7 separate regions of the Mus musculus genome follow, and regions 1, 2, 3, 5, 6 and 7 are each linked to region 4. Evidence: chromatin contacts called from public HiChIP or PLAC-seq and promoter capture Hi-C data. All regions are on one chromosome and are shown on one strand. The core of a region is the stretch at or near the end of the contact, and the rest is flanking DNA. Distances in the headings are between cores, read along the strand shown. Region 1 holds the start of Efna1 (ephrin A1). Region 2 holds the start of Cks1b (CDC28 protein kinase 1b). Region 3 holds the start of Prcc (papillary renal cell carcinoma (translocation-associated)). Region 4 holds the start of Khdc4 (KH domain containing 4, pre-mRNA splicing factor). Region 5 holds the start of Gpatch4 (G patch domain containing 4). Region 6 holds the start of Hdgf (heparin binding growth factor). Region 7 holds the start of Efna3 (ephrin A3).

What was found. Promoter capture Hi-C pulls out the DNA fragments that hold promoters and counts their contacts. HiChIP or PLAC-seq counts read pairs in DNA pulled down with a chosen protein or histone mark.
Region 1: a contact with region 4 is called in a FOXA1 HiChIP or PLAC-seq map of pancreatic cancer cells. The contact joins the promoter of Efna1 here to the promoter of Khdc4 in region 4. A contact is called at or near these places in 11 of 39 promoter capture datasets (the 3T3-L1 cell line, 3T3-L1-derived adipocytes, cranial neural crest and 7 more) and 2 of 115 datasets of contacts at active chromatin or transcription factors (bone marrow-derived macrophages and pancreatic cancer cells).
Region 2: a promoter capture Hi-C map of pre-B cells shows a contact between it and region 4, with 2.3 times the contacts expected there. The contact joins the promoter of Cks1b here to the promoter of Khdc4 in region 4. A contact is called at or near these places in 4 of 39 promoter capture datasets (erythroid cells, fetal liver, pre-B cells and 1 more) and 1 of 115 datasets of contacts at active chromatin or transcription factors (pancreatic cancer cells).
Region 3: a promoter capture Hi-C map of pre-B cells shows a contact between it and region 4, with 2.2 times the contacts expected there. The contact joins the promoter of Prcc here to the promoter of Khdc4 in region 4. A contact is called at or near these places in 2 of 39 promoter capture datasets (erythroid cells and pre-B cells).
Region 5: a FOXA1 HiChIP or PLAC-seq map of pancreatic cancer cells shows a contact between it and region 4. The contact joins the promoter of Gpatch4 here to the promoter of Khdc4 in region 4. A contact is called at or near these places in 1 of 39 promoter capture datasets (liver) and 1 of 115 datasets of contacts at active chromatin or transcription factors (pancreatic cancer cells).
Region 6: a promoter capture Hi-C map of pre-B cells shows a contact between it and region 4, with 4 times the contacts expected there. The contact joins the promoter of Hdgf here to the promoter of Khdc4 in region 4. A contact is called at or near these places in 2 of 39 promoter capture datasets (liver and pre-B cells).
Region 7: a promoter capture Hi-C map of embryonic stem cells shows a contact between it and region 4, with 4 times the contacts expected there. The contact joins the promoter of Efna3 here to the promoter of Khdc4 in region 4. A contact is called at or near these places in 4 of 39 promoter capture datasets (the SN4741 cell line, cranial neural crest, embryonic stem cells and 1 more), 1 of 484 Hi-C or Micro-C datasets (embryonic stem cells) and 2 of 115 datasets of contacts at active chromatin or transcription factors (pancreatic cancer cells and pro-B cells).

The regions. Positions count from the first base shown.
Region 1 is chr3:89,278,282-89,282,068 of GRCm38.p6, reverse strand. Efna1 (ephrin A1) reads left to right here and starts at 2,424. Exons shown (of 5, transcript NM_010107.4): 1 at 2,424-2,618. The coding sequence starts at 2,527.
Region 2 is chr3:89,415,879-89,419,654 of GRCm38.p6, reverse strand. It overlaps Cks1b (CDC28 protein kinase 1b), which reads left to right and starts at 1,364. Exons shown (of 3, transcript NM_016904.1): 1 at 1,364-1,500; 2 at 3,254-3,381; 3 at 3,692-3,776. The coding sequence starts at 1,442. The coding sequence ends at 3,744. It also overlaps a transcript of Shc1 not described here.
Region 3 is chr3:87,883,377-87,887,061 of GRCm38.p6, reverse strand. Prcc (papillary renal cell carcinoma (translocation-associated)) reads left to right here and starts at 1,500. Exons shown (of 7, transcript NM_033573.2): 1 at 1,500-2,187. The coding sequence starts at 1,720.
Region 4 is chr3:88,683,180-88,687,246 of GRCm38.p6, reverse strand. It overlaps Khdc4 (KH domain containing 4, pre-mRNA splicing factor), which reads right to left and starts at 1,460. Exons shown (of 14, transcript NM_028814.4): 1 at 1,360-1,460; 2 at 681-903. The coding sequence starts at 1,397.
Region 5 is chr3:88,040,394-88,044,643 of GRCm38.p6, reverse strand. Gpatch4 (G patch domain containing 4) reads right to left here and starts at 1,538. Exons shown (of 8, transcript NM_001110809.2): 1 at 1,465-1,538.
Region 6 is chr3:87,904,975-87,908,806 of GRCm38.p6, reverse strand. Hdgf (heparin binding growth factor) reads right to left here and starts at 2,486. Exons shown (of 6, transcript NM_008231.4): 1 at 2,093-2,486. The coding sequence starts at 2,179.
Region 7 is chr3:89,320,717-89,324,812 of GRCm38.p6, reverse strand. Efna3 (ephrin A3) reads left to right here and starts at 1,874. Exons shown (of 5, transcript NM_010108.2): 1 at 1,874-2,107. The coding sequence starts at 1,980.

The sequences.
Region 1 (3,787 bases), core at 1,175-3,674, 590 kb before region 4:
TTTCCTTTACTACTCAAGTCCAGGAAAACATGTGCCCAAACGTAAGTTCACTATCGACTTCAGGACTCCCGGAGGGAGAAGACTTTATCTTAGCCTCATCCTTGCGGCCTAAGGTGCAATATCCAGCCAAGGGGTAGCCTAAACAGATGAGCTACCTCTAAAAGCGCAAAAACATGGATAGGATCAAGGCCTGAAGTGAAAATGCTGGAGATCATCCTAAGCCAGAGGCTCTGCGTCCAGTCAGTGCCCAGGTTTCAGCCACCCTCTCCATCCAGTTTGCTCCAGCCTCACACTCAGGCAGGCAGGAGGTGGGCACGTCCTCCCTAGGCTGAGCGGAGGGAGATTGGCTGCCAGCAGAGGTGATCCGGACCAAAGCCATCTTCCCCGGGGGCAATTTTGGGCTATTTTCTCTAAAGATGTTACACTATCTAACTCCTCTTTGAGTTTCACAGCAGCCACAAGTTTGCACCTTTAGAGTGAGTGATATTACTCAACAATGACCGGCTACTGTTATTGCTTGCGCCGGGCACTAAGCAGAGAACAGAACCAAACCCTATGAAGTAAAGGAACCCTCGTGGTGTGTGTGGGAGACTTTCACCTTGGTGTTCCTCCAGGTGAGCAAAAAGCGCGTGAGGTGCTTCCCTAGGGCAGCGGATAAACTTCGAACCCGGAAGGAGGGACGAGCCGCACGCATGGGACTCAGGCACGTCGCCTAGGGCAGGTTGCGCACCGGTGGCGTATGCTTGAGTAAAGACGGACCCTGACCCTAGTGCGGGGTTACGGGGCGCGGCACCTAGTTGGAGCTCAGTAAATATTTATGGTGAGAGCGACAAGCAGGGCCCACCTCCTAGGAGGGAAGGAGGAAAGCCAGAGCCCTCCTCAATTCCTGGCTCCTCCCCTGCAGGCTCAGCACCGAGCTGGCCACGGCGTCCTGGCCCGATGTAATTACAGGGTCTGCCGCCAAGCCTGGCCGTAAAAAACCGGGATGAAACGGCCTGGAAGCCTCGGAAGCTGGGCCGGACCCTGCAAAGAGCCCCGGGTCCGCGCCTTGCCCTGATGCGCAGCCGCAAAGAAGAGAGACCAGGGACAGAAACCCCCGCCCATCACACCCTGCAACGCACACGGGCTCACCGCCACACACGCAAACTACCAAGCACTCAGCTTTTGACTTTACGGCTCCAAGAATGCACTCGAGCCTAATCAAACACCTGCCCGCCAGCTCCATCTCAGGCGCAGACGCCGCCAACCCCTCTCCAGACAGCTGCTGATTCGAGAGGTGAATTCCTGCAGGGTTGTTTACATGGAGAGGGGGAGGGGTTCTGAGCCTGGTACTGAGAGCCCACCGACTGGAAGACCCAAGTCAGACTCAGTCAAACACAGCCGCCCAAACTACCCCCCACTCCAATCCACCCCCGCTGCACGCCCAAACACGTTTCTCCTCTTCTTCACACACTGTTCACAAACATTAGCATATGTATGTCAGGCGTTTCACACGCTTCCACACACAAGTGTCTTTACACCTACCCGCCATCACACGCATTTACACACGCCATATGTACATGTGTCAGGTCGGTTAGTTTGTCACTCTTCATGACCATATTCCCACATTCCATCTGCAAGCGCGCATTCGCTCAAGACACACGTGAAATGTATAAACAGGTCATTAGCGTACGTTGGCGCTATTGAAAATATTAGGAACATCCCCCCCTACAGCCCCTGAGCCCAACTATGAGTTCTCGCATAAAGTACTGATGGACTGAGTAGCCCTTAGCCCTGGCCGCACACGTTACACGCTCGATCACACACAACGTCGCACTTTATTCCCGGCATCTAAGCGATGACACAATCTCTTGAACAAAGACAACATTGACAAACCCAACAAAAACAAACAGCCGCGTCTGTGTGGGGAGGGGCAGCCAAGCCAGAGTCAAGGCATGGGGGAGTGTTGCTGGGGGGGCGGGGGGAGGAGGGGGTCACGAGAGAGTGTGAGAAGGCGAGTGCGCGGGCCTGGGTGTGAATCTCAGGAAAGGTGTGGTTATATCCCCCCACCTCACACCCTGACAAGATTGGCGCCCCGCGCTGCAAAGCCAAGTCCTGAAGCCACTGGTTCCCAGACCCACACGTATAAGTTCTTCCATTTTTCCAGCTTGCTATGGCTTTCAGTCCCACAAAGCCAACAGAGCCTCACATAGACACCCCCACCCCCACACCCGTAAGTGAGCACACACAGCTATGGGAGGATCTGTGCAGACCCCGGAGCGCTCTCCGTCGCTGAGATATGGGAGTCCTTCCTCCCAGAGTCTTTTTCCCTTCCTCCACCTCCAACGTAGCCATCAAGCCCTGGGGCAGCGCGCGTCGGGCGGGGCGAGGGCGGGGCTGGTGTTGGCGGCGCCAGCCCAAAAGGCGGAGTCGAGCAGCGAAGAGGCCAGATTTGTGATCGTGGTGCCTACTGTACCGTGGAGAAGCCTGTGGGAACCTTACACTGCAGAGCTCTCGTCCTGGCCTGGCTCGGCCCGGCCCCGCGCTATGGAGTTCCTTTGGGCCCCTCTCTTGGGTCTGTGCTGCAGTCTGGCCGCTGCTGACCGCCACATCGTCTTCTGGAACAGTTCAAATCCCAAGTAAGCCCTGAGACTCCCTGGCAGCCTGGGTGCCGGGTTGGCAATGGCCTTTCGCAGGGTAACTGTCCCTGCCAACCCCTGGCCTGCGCCTAGGAGAGGTGGCCAGGGATGGGTTGGACTCTATAGCTCCCCACCTCCGTCTGTATCTCCCCTTACTACCTGGCAACAGCCGACCAGGGCAGAAACCTGCTCATGCCTGCTCGCACAGGCGCTGGCTGTTTCAGCCCTCTCTTTCTGCCCTCTGGCATCTCATCACTCTAAAGTAAGGCTCTCCTGCTGGGCACTCCTGCCTTGAGAATTGGAACGTTGGCCCTGGCCTCCGGGGCTCTCTAAGTCCCCCCATGAAACTTCTGTGCACTCTCATTTTTGTGTGCCACTTGGGCGTTTGTATACTAACAGGCACCTATGGACGTCAAGAGTAAGCACAGCGCTCAGGGAGCCTTGGAAAGAACCTCCGTAGGAATCTAGGTTTTGGGCATTAGATATTCATTCTGTGTTTAAGATGACCCTGAAGAGTGCCTCCAAGGTTGGGGGGGGCATAAATTAGGCACATGCTGTGTATGGGTCGACCGAGGGAGTGGCTGAGGTGGTCACACTAAGGGACTGGTAAGAGGAGTGTCGCTGGGAAGCTTGGGGAGGAGCAGAGTGGGGCTTCACAGGGCTACAAAGGCTGTAACAGGAAGGAGGTAATTTCTCCGGAGCAGGTTTTAGGGCTATGAAGCAAATGGTATTGAGAGGAAGACACTGTCGGGCCCTTTGTTCTTGCCCTTGAGTTTCTTCAAGTTATGAGAAGAGTGTTAGGGCCAAACCTAAGAGGGGGATATGGTGGAACAAGAAGAGGTGAGAAGTCGAGGCCACAGAATGCCACTAAACCCCTCCCTCCCAGATCCAGTGAGCCTGCCTCCCCTTCCCCTGAGAGAGATGCTGGGCCAGTTTCCTCTGGCACTGCCTATTGAGGGTCTGTTGTCTAGGGCATGTCGGAGGGCAAGATAGAGCCAGCTGCCACCCTAAAGGCACTGTCTTCCTGGCCCTGGAGTGCTGCTGCGCCCCACCAGCCCTTGCGCCTGCCCTTGCGCCTGCCCCTTGCCTTCCTGACCTAGTCCTGCCCTAGTAGTGGGAAAGAGCAAAGTCCCTGTTTATGCCCATGCCAGGTGTCGGCTGAAGGAGGA
Region 2 (3,776 bases), core at 115-2,614, 730 kb before region 4:
CTTGTAAAAACAGCGGAAAGGACGAGAACCTCTACTCCTGTCTCCAAAACAGTTTTTCTTTTGACAGCAGGAAAACTTTGACTCCCGTTAGGCTCACACAAACCAATGCTTAGTCCAATCCAGGCATGGGAAGGTGCCATCTATGGCTGTCTTTGGGATGGGGTCTCAAAGGAGTCAAGAGTCTCCTTTCCTTCATCCACTCTCCAGCTGTAAACGAAATTCAGTCCCTTCGACTTAATTCACTCTCGAAGGTTACGGGGGTGGGCGAAGAGGGGAGAGGGGCGACGCTGCTAATAAGCTCACTCCTTACAACCACAAATTTCAACCCCCCACCTTATGGAGCACCAGAGCTCAGGAGAATTAAGCCCAAAGCTTAAAACAAGGAGAGGGATATAGAAGCGGATGAAACGTCAGGCATTTAAGACCTGGGTTTTGCGGCACTGACCCAAGCCCAAGAGGAAGGAGAATCCTGAGGGGACAAGGTCCCTAAACAGGGAGTACGGCACATTCCCAGGATCGGACGTGGACAGTGGAAGGGGCGGGTCCCAAAGGGGCGGGGTCCCAAAGAGGCGTCACTTCTACAAAGTCACATCGGTCTTTCAAAAGCACGGTTTTCCCTCTTTTGGAAGCCAGGCAATGGATAGACTGGGTTCAACCGAGAATCCTGAAGAGGCAGACTCAGAGAGAGAACAAGGAAGACTAATCATATGGTGCTGGGAAACACGTCTGGGGGTGCGATTCCCAGGAAAGTAAGACCACAGGGTGTGGTCGCGATCATAAGAGACAAGTCGGGGTTCAGGGAGCCCCTTGAAGTAGGAAGGTGGGACTTCCGGAGAGGGGTCTCGGGGGCGGGACTTATACAGCAAGACCGGAAGTAGGGTCCTGGGAGAGGGGTTCCGGGGTGGAAGAGGAGTTGGTCGCCACAGAAAGAAAGTCTAGACTTACCAGGGTCTCATGGAGTCTCCGCACCGCACCGCGGGCCGATCTGGTTCCGGATCACGCAACTGTCTGCTTAAGTCACCGCCCCAACTTTCACCCCAGCCTGGGCCTCCCCAGACAAACTTTATTACACTCACTTCCGGCCTCACTAACCCCTGACCCCCTACCTCGCTGTCCCTCCTTTACCCGTCTGCTTTCCAAAGTTGGCCAATGGCTGCGCCAGCAGGCTCAAGGGGCGCAGTGAGAGCCAATGAGAATCCTAGTTTGACCCAGCTCATTCTTCAGAAACCTGAGCACAGCACTCCATTTACGACTTGAAGAGACGCCAAAGCAAGCCAATCGAGGACTTCAAAATGGAGCTGTCCCGCCTTCGGCCGCAGAGACCAATAGGAAGTGCGGGCGGTGTGTTTGAAAGCGAGGCCAAAGAGGGTGGGAGCGCGTGCTGCTGGGAGTTGTCTGGAGGCCTGCGGCGCGGGGCTGAGCGCCCTCGGACAGAGCAATCATGTCCCACAAACAAATCTACTATTCGGACAAATACGACGACGAGGAGTTCGAATACCGGTTAGTGCCGGCGCGGGGACTACAGACAAAAGAGAGCACGCGAGGAGTTAGTTACCTAGGCCGGAGTGGGAGGCGGGGGATGGGGGCGGGGGACAGTGTAGAACGGGCGCGTGCGCAAGGAATTACCGGGGAGTGGGGTGGGGGTGGGATTGGGTACAGCAGCAAAGCACATGCGCAAAAGGTGGACGGAGGATGTAAAACAATGAAAGGGAACTTAGAGTTGGCCGGCTGTTAAATTGAAGCGTCTTGTAGCTCTGATCAGTTTTACCTCTGGGAATTCACATCACTAAAGCAACTTTGTTGTGGCGATTTCCCTAATAGGAACTGCTCGCGTTACTGAAATCTCAAAGTCTGCTGGGAGAAAGAAGGTAGCCCGTGCAGAACTGAAAGTTTCATGCTCTTGATGAAAGGACGGTTCTAAGAGAGCCTCAGTGTTGGTGGTTTTTAGTTTATAAAAAAGATGAGTAGTTGTCAGCCTTGTTTTAGATAGGCTTTTACAGGACTTGGAGTGGCATGAAGACTGTGGCCGTGGGTAGATACCTTTCAAATACTTGATCATTCATGGCGCGCATAGAGGTTTCAAGTGTTTTCTGTTAAGGTGCAAGATAAGCTGGTACGGTAGCTCACATCTTTAATCTCAGCATTCTGGAAGCTGAGGCTGCAGGATTGTCATAGGGTCCAGCCCAGATCACACTACAGATGGAACCTTGTCTCAAGTGTAAAGTACTCAGCTGTTTTCCACGTCTGTAACAATGTTACACTTACAGCATTTGCATGGCTGGAGAAATGAGTGGCTTCATCTCTGGGAAGCTGTAACTCCAGCTTAGCCTTGGCATTTTTGTTTAAAGGAGGGGTTTGTTTGGGTTTCTTTTTTTTTTTTCTTTTTTTTCTTTTTTTTCTTTTTTTTTTTTTTTTTTTGGTTCTGTGTATCGAAGTCACAGTTAGAATGGAAGCTCTTTTCTGACATTTGGACAACAATGGGGTGGGGCTCTTGTTATTATCACAAAGGAAGAAGCATTTAGTACATCTTCACTGAGCATGATAAAGTAAATCTACTTGGGGTAGCCTGAGTCAAGTCAGGTAATTTTTTGCCATAAACTTATGTTTGGGAAAGCTTGGGATTTTCCAAGTATCATAGCACATCCCTTAGAAGTATGAACATTTGCATGTTTGTCTTCATACCTGTTCCGTAAAAGGCCTTTCCACACAGTCCTAGAGTAGGTAACCAGCTAGAGGCCTGTGAGGCCTGTGATCAAAGGAGAAACAAATATCGTCAGTATCTCATACCCAGGAGTCACACATCAAATTGCTCATTTGTGGTTTTAATAACTCTTATGAAAGTGGTGAAAACCCATGGTGTTTTTATTTTGGTTTTGCTTTCTTTCTTGTTTTTGTTTGTTGTTGTTTCGTTGTGGTTGTGGTTGTTTGGTTTTGTGTTTTTGAGACAGGGTTCATCTGCTGCTGTGGTTGTCCTGGAACTTGCCCTGTAGACCAGGCTGGCCTCAACTGAGACCCACCTGCCTCTGCCTCCTGAGTGCGGGGATTAAAGGAGTGCCCACACTGGGCTAGTTACTTATTTTCACAGATTCTCTGTAGCGCAGGATAGCCTGAAACTCCCGGTCATGCTGCCATATCCCCGAGTGCCAGAATCATGGCACGTGTGCCACACTCCGCTCTCAGTATGTAGGTCAGTGTCTGGCAGACTGACAGCTCTGACACAGTCCTCACTCACATCCCCATGTTTCTGTTACAGGCATGTCATGTTGCCCAAGGACATAGCCAAGCTGGTCCCGAAAACCCATCTGATGTCTGAATCTGAATGGAGGAACCTCGGCGTTCAGCAGAGTCAGGGATGGGTCCACTATATGATCCATGAACCAGGTCAGTGAAATGTAGGGAGATTACAGAGCAGAGCAGTAGAGGGAGGAGGGCGTCAGTCATTGGAGGGGACTCTTTTTAAAGCCACATATATCCTGGTGATGGCCCCTGCAAATCACTGGATCTGTTCCAGATAAGCAAAGACAGTTAATTCTATTGTAACACTTCTGTGCGTGGCAGAAAGGGCAGGCTCTCGGGCTGTGTGCACCTGCATGCTGTGAAGAGTCCGTAGCACTGCACTGCGCAGTAGCATGCACTGTCGACTGCTCAGAATGCTGGGAGTTTCTTTCTTAGATTTCACTGTTTCTTCCAGAACCTCACATCTTACTGTTCCGACGGCCACTGCCCAAGAAGCCAAAGAAATGAAGCCGGCGAACCGCCTTCCGGCCTCGAGCGGT
Region 3 (3,685 bases), core at 251-2,750, 800 kb after region 4:
TACAAGTTATTCTGGGAGATTTAAGCAGATGTCTAGAGAAGGTGGTATAAGTTTGTGTATGAAGCCAAATGTTCAGACACATGGCGAGGAGGCTGGTGAGGAAGAGCCACATCCTTTCACAGTCTTTACAATCCTCATCCTTCGCTCAAAGCACCCTTTCCACGTTCTTTAGCCTCCTCCCTGCCAAACTCTAGCAGCTCTTTCGTTGTTGGCTGACCTCAAAGGTTTTCTGCTCTTAGGAGCAGGGAGGTACCCACAGAGAGATGGGTTCATGTATAAAGGACATGGCAAGTAGAGGGCCCTCAGTTAGAGGGTGACAGAAGTGATCCAGAATCACAGGGAGCCAGGGAAGAGCAGTTGCACAGCACGTCATCATAGACGGGCAGTATGTGAAAAAGCCTGCAGTAAAAGTGGGTGGATATGAGGGCCATACGCAAAGGCCGAGAAGACAGCACATCCAGCCAAGAAATGAATGCCAAAGACACATGCACTGTAGGGTGGGCACAGGTGATCAACCCCTAAGAACTTGGAAGTGTACCGGGCCATAGTCTGTCCTTTTACTGAGGTAAAGTGATTAATCTCCAATTCTCCAATACCTTGCCCTAGTTTCCCGTGCTTCTCACTAGTTGCTGAGGAAGGAGCCCAAGTCCCCACACTCATGGGGATAGCGTTCATGGGAGGTGTGTACTGTTACTAGATGTATACTGGTGTATTCATTGGTTAAGAGCACTGACTCTTTTTTTTTTTTTTTTTTTTTTTTTTTTTTTTTTTTTTCTGTGAGACAGAGACAGGATTTTCTGTGTCACCTTGGCTGTCCTGGACCTCACTTCATAGTCTAGGCTGGCCTCGAACTCACAGATCTCCGCCCGCGTCTGACTTCCTAGTGCTGGGATTCAAGGTGCATGACACCACCCTTGCCATGCTCTCAGATGCCTGCGGCCTCGTTTTCTTTCTGGCTTCGCAATCTTAATTTTATAACGTACCCTAGAGCTTTGTCTTTTCTTGGGGTGCTTTGTTCTAACACCCAGGTCGACTCGGAAGCATCACTGTTTTATTTACAGGTAACTTTCCCTTTAAGCTATTTACTTTCCCAGACTTCATCACTTTCCCGACAACACTTGCAGTTTCTAAGGGTACCACAGCTCCCATAATCCTTAGCTGCTCTGAGGAACTTCAAGTACCGAAATGCTCTAAATGCTTACGTGCTACCGCGCTGATCCATGGGGCTTGTAGTAACATAGGACTTGAAAGGACACACAACAACAAACAAACAAACAAACTACGAATCCCAGGAATCACTGCATCAGAGGAAGCTTTCGCTCAGTCTTTCTGCGCACCCTTTACGCCACCTTTAGACTGCAATTCCCGCCATGCTTTGCACTGAGTTCCCGGAGGTAGAGAATGGGGTTGTTGCTAAAGTCTTCTCTGGGAATTGTAGTTCTTAAGTCTGTGAGGTGAGTAGTAGGCGGAGTGACTCGGCGGCCATTAGGTGTGTGTAGTTGCTTGGTGCTAGGAGCTTAAGTGTAGCGGGAATTCTTACTCGGTGGAAATCAACCCTAGCCATGGGTTCCTGCCGGGGATAGTTCTAGAGCACGGAGCAGGAGGCGCTTTTCGGTTCCCCGCCTTGCCCGCTGGTAGGGCCTACTAGGCCGCCGGGACATCCCGGGTCTCAAGTAGGCCTAGTCTGCCAGCAAGGGCGTCCCAAAGGCGGGAGGCGCCATGTCTCTGGTTGCTTATGCCAGCAGCGACGATAGTGAGCCGGATGAGCCGGAGCCGGAGCCGGAGCCGGAGGAAGAGGATGTGGCGGCTCCTATGCCAGGGCCCACTTTAGGAGGCCTGTTCGCTTCTCTTCCTGCACCCAAAGGCCCGGCCTTGCTGCCCCCGCCCCCCCAGATGCTGGCCCCAGCCTTCCCCCCGCCGCTCCTGCTGCCCCCGCCCACCGGAGACCCCAGACTGCAGCCGCCTCCGCCGCTGCCCTTTGGCCTGGGCGGCTTCCCGCCACCTGCAGGAGTGAGCCCTGCTGAAGCTGCGGGAGTTGGAGAGGGGCTGGGGCTGCCATCGCCTCAAGGCCCTGGGCTCAGTCTGCCCCCAGCTGTGGGCGGTGTCGGACCCCCCTTGGGCCTTCCCAAGCCAAAGAAGAGAACCGAACCGGTTAGGATAGCGGCGCCGGAGCTGCAGAAGGGCGATGTGAGTATGGAGGGGGGGGGCACCTCAAGTCCCATTGGGCTGGAGTTTAGGGGTAGGAGGGACTTGTAACCATAATGGAGCTCGACAAACGCATCCGTTGACTCCGAGCCGCTGGAATCCTCTTAGAAGGCGGTTAAATTCACCTGAACTTGCCTGCTTTGGGGAGTTAGGGTATTGGCCATGAGGCATTCTGGAACCTGGGACTTCCTTGCAGAAAGGGATGCGTGGTATCCTTGGTACTGACAGGCTTAAGGCGCATGCATGGAGACAATTCTTTCCCTTTCAGCATCTTTATCTCAGTTGGCTTCTCTTCCCATATTGAGGGCAGGTTAAAAGTGGCGCCTGAAGTGACAGCTGGTGGGACTAAAGTGCTCCTGTTGAACATCCAGGACCAGCCTTATCCTTTGCCCCATCTCTAAAATAAGAAGGCTGGAAGGAGGTAAAGGACATGAGTGGAGTTAGAGAAGAGATGGAATGTTTACTTATTTTGACATGGTTCTAGTATTGTAACCCAGGCTTTTCTTGAATCACTGTGTAGCTCAGCTTGGGCTTCAACTTGTGATCCTCTTGTCTCAGAGTCCAAGTGCTGGATTAAAAAGTGTATTACACTATCCCTGGTATAAGAAATTGAGTATTGCCTCTCCCTCACCCCCACACACAATGGGAGTTGGACTTGTAGCCTCCCTCACACATAGTAGGTAAATGCTCTTCCACTGAGCTACAAAACCCAGCCCTGTTTCCATTGTTTATTTTGAGGAATGGTTTTTCTAGATTGTCTAGACTGACTTGAATTTTAGATTGTTCTGCTTCAGTCTCCCCTGTAGCTGGGATTACAACCTATAGAAGCAGGATTTGGTAGTCCAGGCTGGCTTCAACTTTAGTAGCTAAGATTGTCCTTAAACTCCAGATTCTCCTCCATCTCCTTCCTGAGTGCTGGGATTACAGCTGAACACCACCATGCCTGCTTTATGCAGCTTACATTCATGTCTAGGGCTTTGTGCATGCTAGGCAAGCATCCTTATCAACTGGGCCATATCCTCAGCCCTAACATACTATTTACAGATATGAAAATGGAGTCCAGCATGTAGTCTTACTGGAGATTGACAACTGGATCTGTTTAAATCTGTTTCACCATCTAGATACTGTCCAGGCTAGATGAGCATTAGAGTATAGTTTCTAAAAGAGGCAGCTAAGATTACAGTGTTTTCTTGTTTGTTTGTGTGTTTGTTTGTTTGATGGTCTCTATGTAGTCCTAGATGCCCCCCTATAACTTGCTCTGTAGACCTGGCCTTGAACTCAGATCCTCTTGCTCCTGCCTCTTGGGTTCTGGGATTAAAGACTTGTGCCATCATTCCTGACTTATGTTGTTTTCAGATGTTTAAGCAGGAAAAGATAAGGCCTCTTCCATGAGGACTTCCATGATAAAGGAGGCAGCCTGTGACAGTTCTTTGCTTTCTATCTTTTAGTAAATGAATTGGTCCACCCTGGGTTCCTTTTG
Region 4 (4,067 bases), core at 211-2,710:
AAAGGTACTTACTGCCAAGCAAGATGACCTTAGTTCAATCCCTCACATTGCCAAGCCCCAAATCCTATGACACTTGAGAGACATACATACAAATGAGTATTTTTAAAACACTGACTTGATATACCAGAACTTCATGGATCAAAAACATATTGCCTCAAATATCCATAAAAAAAAACTGAGTTTAAGTTTCTAAGCACAAAAACTAGTCCATAAAAGTAACAAGACCAGCCAGGTGGTGGCTGCGCATGTCCTTATCCTACGTAGATGGCAGAGACGGATATCTCCCCATTAGTTCGAGGCTAAACCACGGTTCCAGGACAGCCAAGACTACGTGGACTTGTCTCGAAAAACAAAACAAGGGAACTACATCAATTAAAACTGCCTGACTTCAGGATGCAATGATGGGGCACAGCACTTGGGGGGTCAGAGGCAAGAGGCATCTCTGCAAGCAGGCCAGCCTGGTCTAAATATACAGAGTCTCTGCCTGAAACAAAAAAACCAAAGCCCATTCATTGCCTTGCAGGAACAATTTAACAAGGTATCATCTAAATACTCCCAAACGTGATCTTCACTCTAACCGGTTTCATCTTCATTAACCCCAATGACCAAGCAACTGAAAGGTGAAGAAAGGGGAGGAAAAAGAAAATCCCGAAGCGCAGAGCGTCTAGCGCTCGCAATACCTTCTCGGCCGCATTCTGAGATGGTTTCAGCTTCCCTTTGGCCATGAGCATAGCATTGATCTTGGCAGCCACGGCAGCGGCGGCATCCAAGGCTCCTGAAGGAGCGGCGGCGGTGGTGGCGCCCCCGGGGCTCGCCCCGCTGCCAGCGACTTCTCCACCTGGGGCCGTTGGCGGCAGGAAGAGAAGCGGAGCTGGCGCTGGCTGATCCCATTTGCTGCGGCGCCTACAGGTAGGAAAAGGGAAATCCTGAGGCCCACGGCCTTCCTTTGTGTAGTCTCCCCCTTCGTACACTCCATCCCGCGTCGCCTGCCATGGTCCCGAGACGTGCCCGAGATTCCTATCTAAAGCTCAGTCCCACTCCCCTTATTCCGATCCCCTTACGAAACATTTCCTTTCCAGTCACTTCCATCCGGAGACTCGGCTCGGCCGGGAACGCTCTGCGTTCGCCTTCTCCTTGGCTCGTCCTTCTAAAAGGCTCCGAGTTCCCTCCCTTCCCTCTCGCACCGCGGCCGGCCTCTTTCCGGGCGCCCGAGGCCAGCTCAACATTCTCTCCAGAACCCCGGCCTCGGCATCCGGACGCGTCCTACTAGACGGCCCGTCCGGCCCACACGCAGCCTCGCCGGTCTCCCTGCCCCGGGCCCGTGCTCGCTGCCCCCAGCCTGGCCCGCGAAGCCCTTACCCGCCAGCGGCAGGATGTGTCGCGCTCCCTGCGGACATGGCGGCCTGCTCCAGTCAACCACCCGCCAACTACCCACCACCGCCCTCCCGCCACTTCCGCCCAACGCGCTGACGCACGGCCTTTTCCGGCCGTGAGGTAAGGCGGGTCCGGTGAGGACTCTTGATTCCGATTGGACCCTCGGTGATTTAAAGCGTCTGGCGTCTCAGTGACAGGAGTGCCTGCCTGTCGACTCTCCGGCTTGCTCTCTTGCCCTTAATAAAAATGGTTGTTGGGCCTGGTTTAAAAGCGAGTTGCGGGCTAGGAGAATCCATTTTTATTGTGGGCAAGCGAGTTGCCTGGAAGACAAGTCAGAAAATGAAGCCGACTTTCTCCGCGTTCTCTTTGCTCACGTGGAGTCCCAGCCTGTAGCGGAGGAGAACCCTGCCGGCGACTTCAGCGCACTTCTCGATTCAGCTTATGAAAAAAGGAAATGATTCTTTCCAAAGTCATTTGCACAACTTCCTTTTCTTTCTTTCTCTTTTTGTTTTGTTTTGGGTCCCCCACCCACCCACCCTTAGGGATAGGAAGCTCCAGTCAGCCCGCTGCATGGGGGGGGGGGGGCTGTTCTGGTGGCCATGAGCAAAAACATTGGTTTTGGCAAACTCGTAAGCACTTGGACAACTTGTTATAAAACAAGTAAAGTTGGAGAAAAACTGCTCAGCGAGGTGGAGCTTTTAAAAAAAACGAAGCCAGGGACTGAGAGATAGCCCTGCAGACGAAGGTGCTAGTAGACAAACAACGATGTAAGTTAGATCCCTGGAGCACACAAGGAAAGTTGCTCTCTGATCTAAGAACTGTCATAATGGAGATTAAAAATCAAAAGTTATGAAATCCCCTTCTCTGAGGGCTGTGTGTTTACACTTGACTGCCTCTTCAATATACTGAAAAGCTTTGAATTCTAAGGAGTTTTGGGTGAATCTGAAAAACAGATCCTTAACGTTTATGCAAGTATTCTTCCAACAGAAAGCAAACAAACCCAGAATGCTAGCTTATAGAAATACTTACATTCCGACATAATTCATAGAATAAAATTCACTTGGGGCTGGTGAGATGGCTCAGTGGGTAAGAGCACCCGACTGCTCTTCCGAAGGTCCAGAGTTCAAATCCCAGCAACCACATGGTGGCTCATAACCATCCGTAACAAGATCTGGCGCCCTCTTCTGGAGTGTCTGAAGACAGCTACAGTGTACTTACATATAATAATAAATAAATCTTTAAAAAAAAAAAAATTCACTTAAAAGCTAAATAATAGAGAGTTTGGGCACATAATAAATAAATATACATTTGTGGTAGGGATGAAGACACTGCTCTGTGGTGTCAACCACACTAGTGTGAGAGGTGCTCCCTTGATCTTTTAGGGCTAGACTCCAAAGAGTCTTTGGCTTTTTTGACTTGGGAAAGAATTGCAGGACGAACCAGTGTGGAGCAGAGTTAAGTCCAAAGTTCAGTTGCCAACACCACACAAAGTAAATAAGTCTTGAGGAAACAGACTTGCCTGAAGAACACCAGGCTTGAATAGTTGAGTCATGTGCTCGACTAAAATCAGCATGGCAAAGCAACTTTGATTCTACATTCTTTCTTTCCTTCCTTTGCCTCTCTCTCTCCTCTCCTCCCCTCTTCCTCCTCCCCCTCCTCTTTTCTTCTCTCTCTCCTCCCCTCTTTCTCTTCCTCCTCCTCCTCCTCTTCTCCCTCTCTGTCTCTCTGTCTTTCTCTCTCTCTCTAAGAGGTCTTGCTGATACTATGTGAAAGGACGTGAACCTACAACCACCACTGTAAACCTAAGTATCTTTTATTCACCTGATATACTTGTCATCTCTGAGACATACTGCCTCGATCTGCTAACCTAGGCCTGGTCCTGAAAACTTTTAGCCTCTGTACAATCTTATCTAGGCCTAGCATGATTTCAGCCTCTGAGACTTACTGTTGAATAAGTGTTCCCTTTCTAGTTCTTTCTGAACTCTGGCTACCTGGTTCAACTTGGCTGGCTGGCTGGCTTAAAACTTCTCTCCTAGTTGACTGATTTCTTTCTACTTCTTTGTGAATTGCTCTGATAGGCTTTAAACTAACCCTGGCAATCTATTCTAATCTTCTGGCTTCTTCTCATTATCTATTTTGGTTGTCTTTACCAGGGTCTATCTTGTTCTCTCTTCAACCTGACTATGTAAAACTCTCCTGGTAAAACTGCCTCTGAATTCCATGAACTGATTGAATGGAACTGAACTAGAATTCTGAGATCAGAATGCTTCTGCCTCCTGAGTTCTGGGCTTAAAGCTTTTCCTTAATGGACCTAAGTTTTTCTTTACCTCAACTTGCTCTATATGTGGATGTCCTTGAACTCAGAGATCTGCTTGCGTCTGTCTCCTAGGATTAAAGGTGTGTCTGTATTACAGCTGGACCACACAGACCTAGAAGGTACTCTAGGCAATCTCTTGTCAGAGTAGCCATGTGCTGAATTAAAATTCCTCTACAGGCCACTTTACTAAACCAGTTTAGTTCCTAACACCAATAAAATACCTATCCTATCACCCAGAGTGTAGTCCTCACCCCAAATCAAGGAAACTCTTTTTTTTTTTTAAAGATTTATTTATTTATTATATGTAAGTACACTGTAGCTGTCTTCAGACACACCAGAAGAGGGAATCAGATCTTGTTACAGATGGTTGTGAGCC
Region 5 (4,250 bases), core at 289-2,788, 640 kb after region 4:
CCAAAGTGTGGACACTTAACCCCTTCCTAGAAATGGGAACAAAACACCCATGGAAGGAGCTACAGAGACAAAATTTGGAGCTGTGACAAAAAGATGAACCATCTAGTGATTGCCATATGCAGGGATCCATCCCATAATCAGCTTCCAAACGCTGACACCATTGCACACACTAGCAAAATTTTGCTGAAAGGACCCAGATATAGCTCTCTCTTGTGAGACTATGCCGGGGCCTAGCAAACACAGAAGTGGATGCTCACAGTCAGCTATTGGATGGATCACACGGCCCCCAATGCAGGAGCTAGAGATATTACCCAAGGAGCTAAAGGGATCTGCAACCCTATAGGTGGAACAACAATATGAACTAAGCAGTACTCCGGAGCTCTTGTCTCTAGCTGCATATGCATCAAAAGATGGCCTAGTCGGCCATCACTGGAAAGAGAGGCCCATTGGACTTGCCAACTTTAGATGTCCCAGTACAGGGGAACGCCAGGGCCAAAAAGGGGGAGTGGGTGGGTAGGGAATTGGGGGGGGTGGATATGGGGGACCTTTGGGATAGCATTGAAAATGTAAACGAGGAAAATACCTAATTAAAAAAAAATTAAAAAAAAAAAAGAAGTGGTCTTCTTGGATTTTTTTTGTTTTTGAGGGCTTACTAATTAGCCTGGCTAGCCTGGGTTACACTGGCCTGCCTCTCTCCCAGGTGCTACCTTGCTTCTTGAAATGGAAACAGAAGTAAAATTTAGATGCTGAGGTCACCATGCAAATACCACTTATTATAAATACCAAATTATTTCTGACTATTTTAACAGTAAGAATAATCATACCCCACACTTGTAGTGCATTGACTCACCACGAACCTGCTATTAACTGCTTCACATGGATTGTCTCATTGATGCCTGCCAACATCTTATAAGAAGGTATTACTTAGCCTTAATTTACAAAGAAGAAATCGAACACTGCTAATTCGAACACCAAACAACTGGCAAGTAGTGGATCCAGGATTGGTAGTGAAGCATTTCATGAGCAACTCACTGCTTTGTACCTTTACAGCTTCTTTCTTCTGCTGTAAGCCTTCCCCACATTCTATTTCTCATCACAGTAATTCAAAACCACACTTCCCGGAAGGCGGAGGCAAGCTTTATTTCCCAGCCCTTGAGAATCGTTCAGCGTTTCTGGACTGAAATGAGTGACACAGTAGGAATCGTTTTTTAACGCACTTGCAATGGGCCGGCGTGGGCAGACGCAGCCTGATCTGCGAAGGCTGCAAGTACACTGAGACGCGGTCTCCTTTCCAGCCAGTTTCCAGGGATGTCCAGAGCCACCCGTTTGCAGCAGCCTAGAGGACCAGCCGCCGCCTTTTCCTCCGGTTATAAATCCAAGCCCCGCAGCCACAGAGTCAGCAGGGTGGAACTACTCTCCGATCTTCGCCCTTGCTCCCGCCCCTGGGGAAAGCAAGCTCCTTACCGTCAGTGTACAGTCCTCTCCGTGGAAGCACGTGTGACACCCGACTTGGGTGCAGCCATCTTCCCGGAAGTGAACTTTGGCCCTTCTAGGATGCAGAAACCATAGAGACGTCCTGACAGTAGCCACTCCCCTGGATGTTTGCCACGGAAACTGAGTTCCAGGCTGGGTGCTAGTTTCCTTCCTGCAGTTGTTGGAAGCCAATGCGCCGCCCTAACCTCTGTTTCGGGTCCCCCACCCCCACCCCCACCCCCGACCCTATCCTGAGCTTTCCGGAGTTAGTGCCTCCCTTGAGGCAAGGACACTCAGGCTCTGCGTAGCGGGATCAGCACTGGTTGCACACTACCTTGTCCCTTTCGTACTGGGAACACAAGAACACTTAAGACTCGACCCTTAACTTGGAGGAGCATGTAGACTTGCTCCAAGAAGAGGAGACGAAAAGGGGTCCAGGGCACCGGAGCTGCAAGTACACCATTCCCACCAGCAGTTGTAGGCTTCTGCGGCCGGCCGGCCGCCCAAAAACAAGGGAAAAGAGCGTTTCATATTGCCTCCCCATATGGGAATAGCCATTTGCTTGTTATCTAGAACGCAATTACGGCAAAGGATATAATAAAGAAAATACACTGAGGGCAGAAGAGATAGCTAACCCATTAAGAGTGTTTCAGATTGAGTTCCCAGCACCCATATGGATTCCAGAGGATCCAACACCTTCTAACTTCTGAACTGCAGATGCATACATGCAGGCAACGCACACACACATATAAAATTACATCCTTAACAATTAATTAAAAAGAAAAGAAATTACAGTGGGGGATCTTCAAGAGCATCCAAGTCTAGTTACCAGTATCCATGTTGGGTGGTGACACATGCCTTTAATCCCAGCACTCGGGAGGCAGAGGCAGACGGATTTCTGAGTTCGAGGCCAGCCTGGTCTACAAAGTGAGTTCCAGGACAGCCACGGCTATACAGAGAAACCCTGTCTCGAAAAACAAAACAAAACAAAAACAACAACAAAAAAAGATGCACAGTATCCATGTTGGGTATTCACAGGTACCTGTAAACTCCAACTCCTGGGGACCCATGGCCTCTGCTGGTATCTATAAACATATACACAGGCCCACTCACAGAAACACATAATTAAAAATGAATCTTTAAAAAAGCAAAACAGAACAAAACAAAACAAAACCCATGATAGCAGAAACAGAGATGCAATGGGTGAATTCTGAAAATCATCCTACTACCCTGACCATGTCAAGAGAACGGGAGTCTTTTGTAACAAAAGAGTTATCTGGTCACATCTGTGTATCATTTGTGTGAGGCCCATATTAGGATAGTGTCTTAATTGTTGTGAAGGAACAACATGACCAAGGCAACTCTTCTAAGGAAAAAAAATTTAATTGGGGCTGGATTACAATTTCAGAGGTTCAGTTCATTATCATCGTGGTGGGAGGCATGGCAGCCTGCAGGCAGACATGGTGCTGGAGGAGCTGAGAGTTCTACATCTTAATCCAAAGGCAGGAGACAGGGACTGCCTTCTGCAGGCAGCCAGGAGGAGACTGGAATTCCACATTGAGCAGAGCTTAATCATGGGAGACACACACATCCTCTGCCAAGGCCACATCAATTCTAACAAGGCCACACCTCCTAATATTGCCATTCATTTTGGGCCAAACATTCAAACACATGATTCTATGGGGGCCAAACCTATTCAAATTCAAATCACCACAGGCAAATAGGAGCATCTCACTATCCTGCTAACCAATACATTTTTATAGCACCTCCTATAGTAGTTTGAGTACAAATGTCGCTAGGCTCTTATGTTTAAATTCTTGGTCCCCAGGTGGTGGAACTGTTGGGAAAGATTAGGAGGCATGGCCTTGATGGAGGAGCAGTGTCACTTTGAGGTTTCAAAATCCAATGTCATTCCCAATACTTTTCTCTCTGTCTTGTGCCTGTGGATCAGACATGAGCTCTCAGCTACTACTCCAGTGCTGTGTCTGCCTGTTTGCTTCTGTGCTCTTTCACGGTGGTCATGAACTCTAATCCAAAAAGGAATAGACAAGGCCAGCATGTCCTTAGATCCAGCTCTAGGTGTTTGCAGAGGGTATCACAGATGCTTGGTGTGTGTTATGGTGTGCATGTGTGCATGCCTGTGTTCATAGCACGTGGAAGGTGAAACCAGGAGAATCAGGAGTTTAAAGTCATACTTAGCTCTTCAGCAATTTCAAGGCCAGTCTGGTTACATGAAAACCGGTCTTAAGGGCAGAGCCAAGCCCATGCTCATGGATCACAGGTCATGTGGAGCCCAGTTGTTAAAGAATCGATCCTTCTGCCTTTATCCTTGCTGTTTTGCCTCTCTATTGGTTTCCTTGTTGCTTTATGAACAAAAGAGTTTTGCTACATAGTCCTGGCTAGCCTAGAACTTACTTTGTAAATCATGTTAGCCTTGAATTTGTAGCAATCTTTTGCCTCTACCTTTCCCCATCACCAAGCCCAGTCACACATTGTGGGTTTTACTGCTGAGATTTTACAGACAGGCTCTCAATTTCCTTCTTTTCTACTGGAATCAGGCATGATGGGACATACTTTATAATCCCACGTGACTTGGGAAGCTGGGGCAGGGGGATGGCTACAATCTCTAGGTTAGCCTGAGGTATGTAAAAAGACTATGTGGAAAGAAAGAAGGAGAGAGAGAGGAGAGAGAGGAAGAAGAAGAAGAAAGAGGAGGAGGAGGAGGAGGAGAAGAAGAAGAAGAAGAAGAAAGAGGAGGAGGAGGAGGAGGAGGAGGA
Region 6 (3,832 bases), core at 1,237-3,736, 780 kb after region 4:
CCCCTATGACTTCAATCTCCAACCCTGGACCCTTTCAGTCTTTTTCCTGAAGCCCATGTCCCCTAGCAGTCGCTAGGTACAAGTGGTGGCCTGCACAGTGGCTGGGGATTCTGGTTACACCCTGGAGCAGACTCCAGGCTTCCTCCTCCTCCGGACTCAGGAAAAGCTAAAACAGGTTCTAAGGAATTGGGGGTGGGGAAGACCACAACTCGGTTTTGTCCTTTTGGGAGTCAAGGGGAATGCCTTAGAGGTGATAGCCTGGTGTACCCCTGTTAAGTGTCACAATGAAGCCAAGTGTTGGGGTGTCTCTTTGAGACCCATTTACAACTTCAGCTCAAAAGTCCTGGCTTCAATAGAAAGAAATTGTCTCTCTCTCCTGCCCATCTCTCCTAGACACTCATAATGAAAAGAAATAATAGATGGTATATCTACTCCAAGGGCTATCCTCTACCCAAGGAACACCAAAATCAGAGGGACTTGTTCATGGGGCCCCAAAATCTCATGAAATAAGGCATACCAGAAGGTTCTGTAAATCAACATTCCATAACTACTTCTCTTTCCTCAGACATAGCTTACCTCTGAACTTTGTCTCACCCCCAGCAGGGAAAAGCAGTAGAAACCTGGGTCCAGCTCTTGCCCTCCCTACCAGTGCCTTGGCATCTGGACCAAGAAGCCAATGGATCAGAGGATGCAAGGTAATAAATTACATGAGTGTTTACATGACACACATATACAAAGCCTAGCTTCAGTCAGGCCCTCGAGGCCCTCTAAGCTTCTGGAAAGAGTCTGGCCTCTCTCTCTCTGCACTGCACTCCCAGGCCAGACCCAGGCCTTACTTGACCCATTTTAAAGTTTCAGTGAGCAAGGCTCAGGCAAGTAGGATTGAACACACTCCTTGGGATGGAGGGAGAGAGAGAGAATATGGAGGGCCACTTGAGTTTTCTCAAAGATCAAGGTGTCCTGACACCCTGAATAGGAACGAAGACAGCATGGAGCCTCAGAGTCGTACTGAGCCAGATGAACAGTCAGCCATACTGTAAAATTCACAAGGCAATCCTGCCTGAGACCCCTCCCTCCAGGCCTTTCTGCCCGAGGATTTCTTTTACACAAGTTCCACACCCTAAGGGGCTGAGTCATGCCCTCACTCGGTATCAAGGGCCCCCTCTACAATCGTTTTGAAAAATTCCCAGAAGCAACCCTCCCCCCAACACACACACACACACACACACACACACACACCTTTTCCTGGGAGGGAAGGTGATAAACACAGCAGGCTTTCTGCCCCACCCTCCCACCTGGCCAGGTGCTGGAATGGGGAAGGCCCTACTCTTGGCGGGTTCAAACAACCACATGGCTGACACCGGCCTCCCTGACTGGAGACGCTCACTAATGGGAAGCCGAGGAAACTCCAGCGTCCCACAATCCCCCACACCGCGCTAAGGTCGTCTGTACTGGATTTCCCAAAGCACACGGGGGCCCTGCTGCCTCCAGTTCCAAGTCTGAGCTGGAGGCATATGGAGGGATGTTCTTGTAGAGCTGGGGGCTAAATCGGTTATGGCAGAGTCACCAGGCCAGGCAAGACCATTTTTAAGTAAGTCGTCCCCAAACATTTCACGACCCTCCCAACTTCAGAGTTCCTACCAAAATGCTCCAAGAAAGTTTGTGAGTCGCCAACTCTACATCCACCTAACCCTCTGTGAACTGAGACCCCTCGCACCCGTTCGTCCAGCCAGAGAAACCTGAACTGGAGGCAACTATCAATGGAGACTCAGGGCTCAAGCGGGGCTCCGAGAAGGGGTTGGGATTCGCGGCGAAAGAAGCGACACACCATCGGGCCGCTCCCCCCCCCCCCCCCGCCACCGTGAGCCCGAAGCCTCGGCCGCTGTGACGGAGGGGTGAGGGCGAACTGAGCACGCGGCGCTGCCCGCCAGGTGCCGGCCGCGATCGCCTCCGTTATGTAAGCGGTGGTGGGCTCCCGCCAGCCAGAACAGGCCTGGCACCCCTGCCCCTACGCCCGCTCCGCGCTCGGCGGCCGTGCCCTCCCGAGCGTTATGCAACCCGCAGCAGGGCCCGCGACGGCCGCGCCACTCACCCGGGCCGGCCAGTGTGGGTATCCTTTCATCTTCGCAAACACCAGGTCTCCGCACTTGTACTCTTTCTGCCGGTTGGATCGCGACATGGCGGGGCCGCGGGCGCCCCGGGCTCCGCGCCGAGCCGGGAAGCGCGAGCCCAAGTTTGCGCGTGCGGCGGTTGCGGCGCCGCTGCGCTCCGGCCCTCGCGCGGCCCCCGCCTCGATGCCGGCCCCCGACGCGAGCTCCGGGGCAGCCACGGCGTCTGCGCCCGCGCGCCGCTCGGACAGGGCCGGGCGCGGTGGGCAACACACGGCTCCGGGAGCGCTAGCTCGTGTGGTTGTTTGTGTTTGAAATTCAATTGCTCCCTCCTCGGCGCGAGCGAGGCCGCTTCCTCCACCCCCCGCGGCCCACTCCTCCCCTCGCGCTCCCGCCCGCGGCGGTTCGATGCGCGCAGCCAATCGACGCCTACAGCCTGCCCCGGCCTCACACCCAACCTGGAGGCCGCCAGGCGGGGCTCAGAGGCACAGGCTTGAAGAGCCGAGTGCCGAGCGCGCCGAGCGGGCTTTGTGTGCGGGCGGGTGGTGGGTGCCAGCCCAAAAGGAGCTGGCGCCCGCTGGACAGGCTGCACGTGCCCCTCCCCGGGCTCCTCTGAATGCCCTGGCCAGGCGGGGCCTACTGTGGCCTGCCTTGCGCTCTGTCCCCCCTACCACGTGCCATGTCCCAACCCACGTATTTGCTCTGCGCCTCTGACTTCTAACTAGTTAGACCGCCAAGGCAAGAGGTGTACCCCACACACTCCACGTGCTTCTGTTGGTGGCGGTATAAGAGTTCGAGTCCTACCATTTCAGTCTACTCTAAATTAACAGCTGTATCTGGACTATCACCAATTACCCTCACTAGAATAAGGAGGTCCTAAACGATAAAGACAGTTGGATACCACTAAATCTAGTTTGGAGATATATAGTATTAATTTGAAGACTGTATTTGGCCTGGGTTATATTCTAAGGAATGATGTGCGCAAAACTTGATCTCAGATCTCAAACCAAACAAGATTTTGTTGTAATTACATCTCTGTGCAATGGGTTTTTTGTTGTTTATATCTAATTGTTTTATATCTTATTTTTATTGAGACAGTCTTTTTTTTTTATTTTTTTTTATTTTTCAAGACAGGGTTTCTCTGTGCAGTCCTGGCTGTCCTGGAACTCACTCTGACTGACCTCAAACTCAGAAATCCGCCTGCCTCTGCCTCCCAAGTGCTGGGATTACAGAAGTGTGCCACCACTGCCGGGGGAGACAGTCTTAGTATGTAGCCCTGGCTGGCTGGCCTGCATACTCTCTTTTTAAAGAGATTTGAAGGTTTCTGGTTTTTGTTTGTTTGTTTTTGGTTTTTCAAGGCAGGGTTTCTCTGTGTAGCCCTGGCTGTCCTGAAACTCATGTAGACCAGGCTGGCCTCAAACTCAGAGATCCACTTGCCTCTCCCTCTTAAACGGGTGCACCACCACTGCCCAGCAGATTTGAAGGTTTTTTTTAATATTTATTTATTCATTTATTATTTGTAAGACACTGTAGCTGTCTTCAGACACTCCAGAAGAGGGCCTCAGATTTCATTAGGGATGGTTGTGAGCCACCATGTATGAGTTCAAATGGTCCACAAACAGCTGGGATTTGAACTCAGGACCATTGGAAGAGCAGTAGGCACTCTTAACCACTGAGCCATCTCACCAGCTCAGATTTGAAGTTTTTATTTGTGTTTGTGAATG
Region 7 (4,096 bases), core at 625-3,124, 640 kb before region 4:
AACCTAGGCTCTCATACAAATGCCCTACCAATAAGTACATTCCCAGTTTGGAGCCCAGATTCTAGAAACAGAAATCTTAAGTTTTCAAAAAAAAAAAAAAAAAAAAGTTCTGGACCAGTCCAGCACCCTGCACTCGTATGCTTGTGGGCAGGCTACCCGGTGACGCTGCCTTACAGAGAGACGCTTACTTCTTTGAAGCAAAGGTATGGCACAGAGGGGCTGAGGCTGGGGCTGGGGCTGGGGCTGGGGCTGGGGCTGGGGCTGGAACTCCCAGGAGTAGGCAGTTAGCATTATTTGGGTGAAGCAAATCTCTTTGGGAATGAAGAGAGCTGTTTGCAAAGTCCCTCACTCCCATCTCAAAGGGCCTCATTTATTTTCTGGCTCCCAAGAAGAGAGAGAAGGTATCTCCCAGGAGTGGAGAGGTATCCCAGGAGGACAGCACCCACTCTTGCCTAGCAGCAGGGAGGCATGGTACCTACTGTGCATGCGGTGCCCTTCCCCCAAGGCAGGCGTGTGGTCAGGGCCTTGTACTGCCAAAGGTAACTGACTGAGGTGCTGCTATCTTTCCTACCTCTTGAAACACAACAAAACAGCAATGTGCCTGCCTCCCTGGGCACAGGTGCTGTGGGTTCTAAGAACCCAGTAAGGCCCGGTTCTGCTTTGTCTTTCAGTCTGGGCTTCTGGGAAAGAGACAAGATAAGGGGTGAATGCCTAGTAGATCTGTATTCTGGATCCCTCACAAAGAGGGTCAATCACATGGGAGAAGAGTGTGTCTGTATACGTCAGTGTCTCTGTCTAGGGGCCTATGTTTACACCAATTTCTACTCTATAGGCACCTTGTGTGCCTAGATTGGACTGTATGTCAAGTGTCCATTGCTCCTGTTTCTGGATATGGACACCTTTATTTTTTTTCTCTCCCATCGCTGTGTGCATGTCATCTTTGTGCCTGTATGTCCCTAAGAAGACAACTGCTGTGGCAAGTGCTGGAATATAAGGTGCCCTCTGTCCTTAGAGAAAGCATCTATGGAAGCAGGAATGAGCGTGCCTAAGGACATCACTGAGGGAATCGGAGGCAGTGAGGGGACCTCTGTGGGCTTTCCAAGAAGACTGCTCCATTCCTGCCTGGCTCCAACTCGCCTTGGCAACTCACCACCACCAAATACCTTTGCCCTGGATTACCATAGAAGGCTTAGGCTTTTTTTTTTTTTTTTGAGACGGGGCGGGGGGTGGGGGTGGGGGGACACGGTCTCGCTGCGTAGCCCTGCCTGGCCTGGTACTTGTTACACAGACCAATGTAGGTGCCCTCGAACTCACAGAGATCTGCCAGGCTCTGCTTCTAGAGTGTCAGGATTAAGGAAGTATAGCTACTGTGCCCAGCCCCCAGAAGGTGACACTCTGGGCTGAGGTGTTCTGGTTTGGCTTCAGGTGAGGGCCTTCAGGCAGCCAGCTGTTAGCTCTTGGTACCACCTGAAGGCTTCCCCATCTTGTGTCCATTTAACTCCTTGCACACATGGAAAGGGGTGGAGGAAGTAGAGGTCCGATATGGGTCTACTCTTGCTTATTCCAGACGTAGATCTTCGCTCAACGCCCCCACACTCTATGGAGAAAGGTGTGGACCTACACCAGATGTATGTCCAGGTCTTGGCTTCCAAATCCTTCTGTGAACTCCAAGCTTGGGGGACCTAAAGACGCAAACCTCTGCAGCAAATCACCTAGGAGAGAGGAGAGGCGCGTTGTTCCTAAAGGGGCTACACAGTATGGGTCGCCCACGCGCGGCGCGCTCTGGGCTCAAGTGGGGCGGAGCCCCGCGTGAGCGCGCCAGGGGCGGGGCTTCGGGGGCGCGCCCAGAAGGGCGGAGGGAAGGATTGTGGGCGTGACTAAGATTGGGGGCTGGCAGCGGCGGCAGCAGGGAGCTGGGAAGCTGAGAAGCCGGGAGTGCGGGGCTCAGTCGGGGGGCGGCGGCGGCGGCGGCTCCGGGGATGGCGGCGGCTCCGCTGCTGCTGCTGCTGCTGCTCGTGCCCGTGCCGCTGCTGCCGCTGCTGGCCCAGGGGCCTGGGGGCGCACTGGGAAACCGGCATGCGGTATACTGGAACAGCTCCAATCAGCAGTGAGTCGGGGACCCGGAGAACCCGTGCGTCCCGCGTCAGTGATGGGGGAGCTGGTGGGCCCGAGAAGTCCTAGGGGAACCTGGCAGCAGTCCTGGGAGACAGGCTTGGTACCGAGAGGCGAGGGAGAGGGGACGCACTATGTGGGCGTCTGTGAAACTCGGGGGTGTCTGAGAGAAGCTGTTGGGGCATAGTAAAGAGCGCTCTGGCCGTGCGGAGGAGGCTGTTGGGGGTCCCTAACCCCATCTTGGTTTCTCTCCACACTCGCCAATGGAATAGTGTTCTCTGTCCCGTAGTCTCCCCCACCATCCACGCTCCTTTTGGCTAGGTTGAAGTCTGTGAGTACCGGTGTGCTAGGGATAGGCCGCTGCGTTTGGGAGCTGAAGGATGACCTGTTTTCAGCCTGTAATGTTGATGGGGTTCTGCTTAAGACTCTTGGTTTTAAAAGTGGGGTTCGGCATTAAGGCAGGAACTCCGATTCTCCACCTCCTCAGGACGAAGGGTAAGGGGTTGCTCTGGTTGTGTGAATAAGCCCTGCTGGGGTGAGCCGGGCCAGGGTCGCGAAGTTGGGGGGCCCTAGGAACGCAGGGTACTGGTGAGAAGGAAGAAGGCAGAGATGTCGGCATGTCACACACACACACACACACACACACGCACACACACACACACACACACGCACTGAAGCTAGGGACGGCGTATGGCACTGAGTGTGAACGGGCGTGCGCGGCTGTCAGTGTGCGTGTGTCTGTGTGTGATTTGTGTGTCTGCGTCGGCGACCGTCTAGGGGTGGGAGCGGGCGGCGGATCGGGGAGGGGGCTGCGGTCGGTGTCCGCGTGGCCAGTCTTGTCTGGGCTGGGGTGGCTCTTGGCGCCGCCGCGGTCTGGGCGGGTGTCAGGGCGGCCGTGTGGTTTCCTCCGGTGTGTGGCGCGGCGGCTCGGTGCCGGCTGCCGGACCGGGCCATCATTCTGCACAGTCCTTGCTGCCCTTGTCTTCTCCCTGCCGAGCTGTCGTGTGTATCACTCTGGCCACCTCAGTGTATTGGTAGGGGGATCCCTGGGGACACGGGGATCACTGTCACACCTGCCCGGGCGGTGGCGGCAGCTTTGCTTCTGACTCTCCGCCCTGGGGGCCGACTAGGGAACAAATGGTGAGACCCCAGGGGAGGGGACCTGAAGGGCCTCGACCACGACCCCCAACCTTCCGGGGGAGGGGCTCCTGCTTGCTGCTCTGCTCTTTGTTGTTTGGGGCTCTGCGCCTCCCCCTCTTTCTCCTCGCGCCCAGAGTGTCAGACTGGGGGTGGGGATGAGCTAATGACGCCCCCCTTTCGCTTCCCATGGAAACCTCGGGGGTGGGGTTGCAGCCCCTCCCCCCCGGAGCGGGACTCCATCCTCCCCGGGGGGCCCCGAGGGCTGACTCCCCTGCTGTATCTATCTTGCTCATCCCCCCCTTAAGATTTACACGTCCGACCCCCGCCCCGCTACAGTCTGGCACGAGCAGAGAGCTCGCAGGCGAGAGACCCTGGGTTCCCCGCCACCCTTGGGGAACCCCACTGCTGGTAGCTTGCCAGAGCCTAGGGGGTGTGGAAATAGCCTTGGGGGGAGCGTTGATCAGGTTCACCTCCCCCGCATACACCTGGGCGCAGGTGAAAGCTCCGGAACGGGATGGTTCCCAGAACCTCCTTTCGCCCTCTCCACTCCGGTGTGGGCAGGGACCGACGGAGGTAGGAGGCGGCGCACACCGGACCAGGAGGCCGCTGCCGCCCCCGCCCCGCTTCCCGGGCCTTTGTTGCCGCTGCGCCCGGACTCCCCGGCTCTCTCACTGCGGCATCCGCGGCCCCATAAATCGTGAGAGCGACGTGCTCCAGAGCCGGGAGTGGAGAGGGCCGGGGAGCTGGGGGCGGGGCCGGGCTGAGCCACAGGCTCCCAGGCCCCCCCAGTCACGTGATCTAGGTTCCTGGCTCCCACCTCTCATCACGTGTAGAGGGTCTCTGC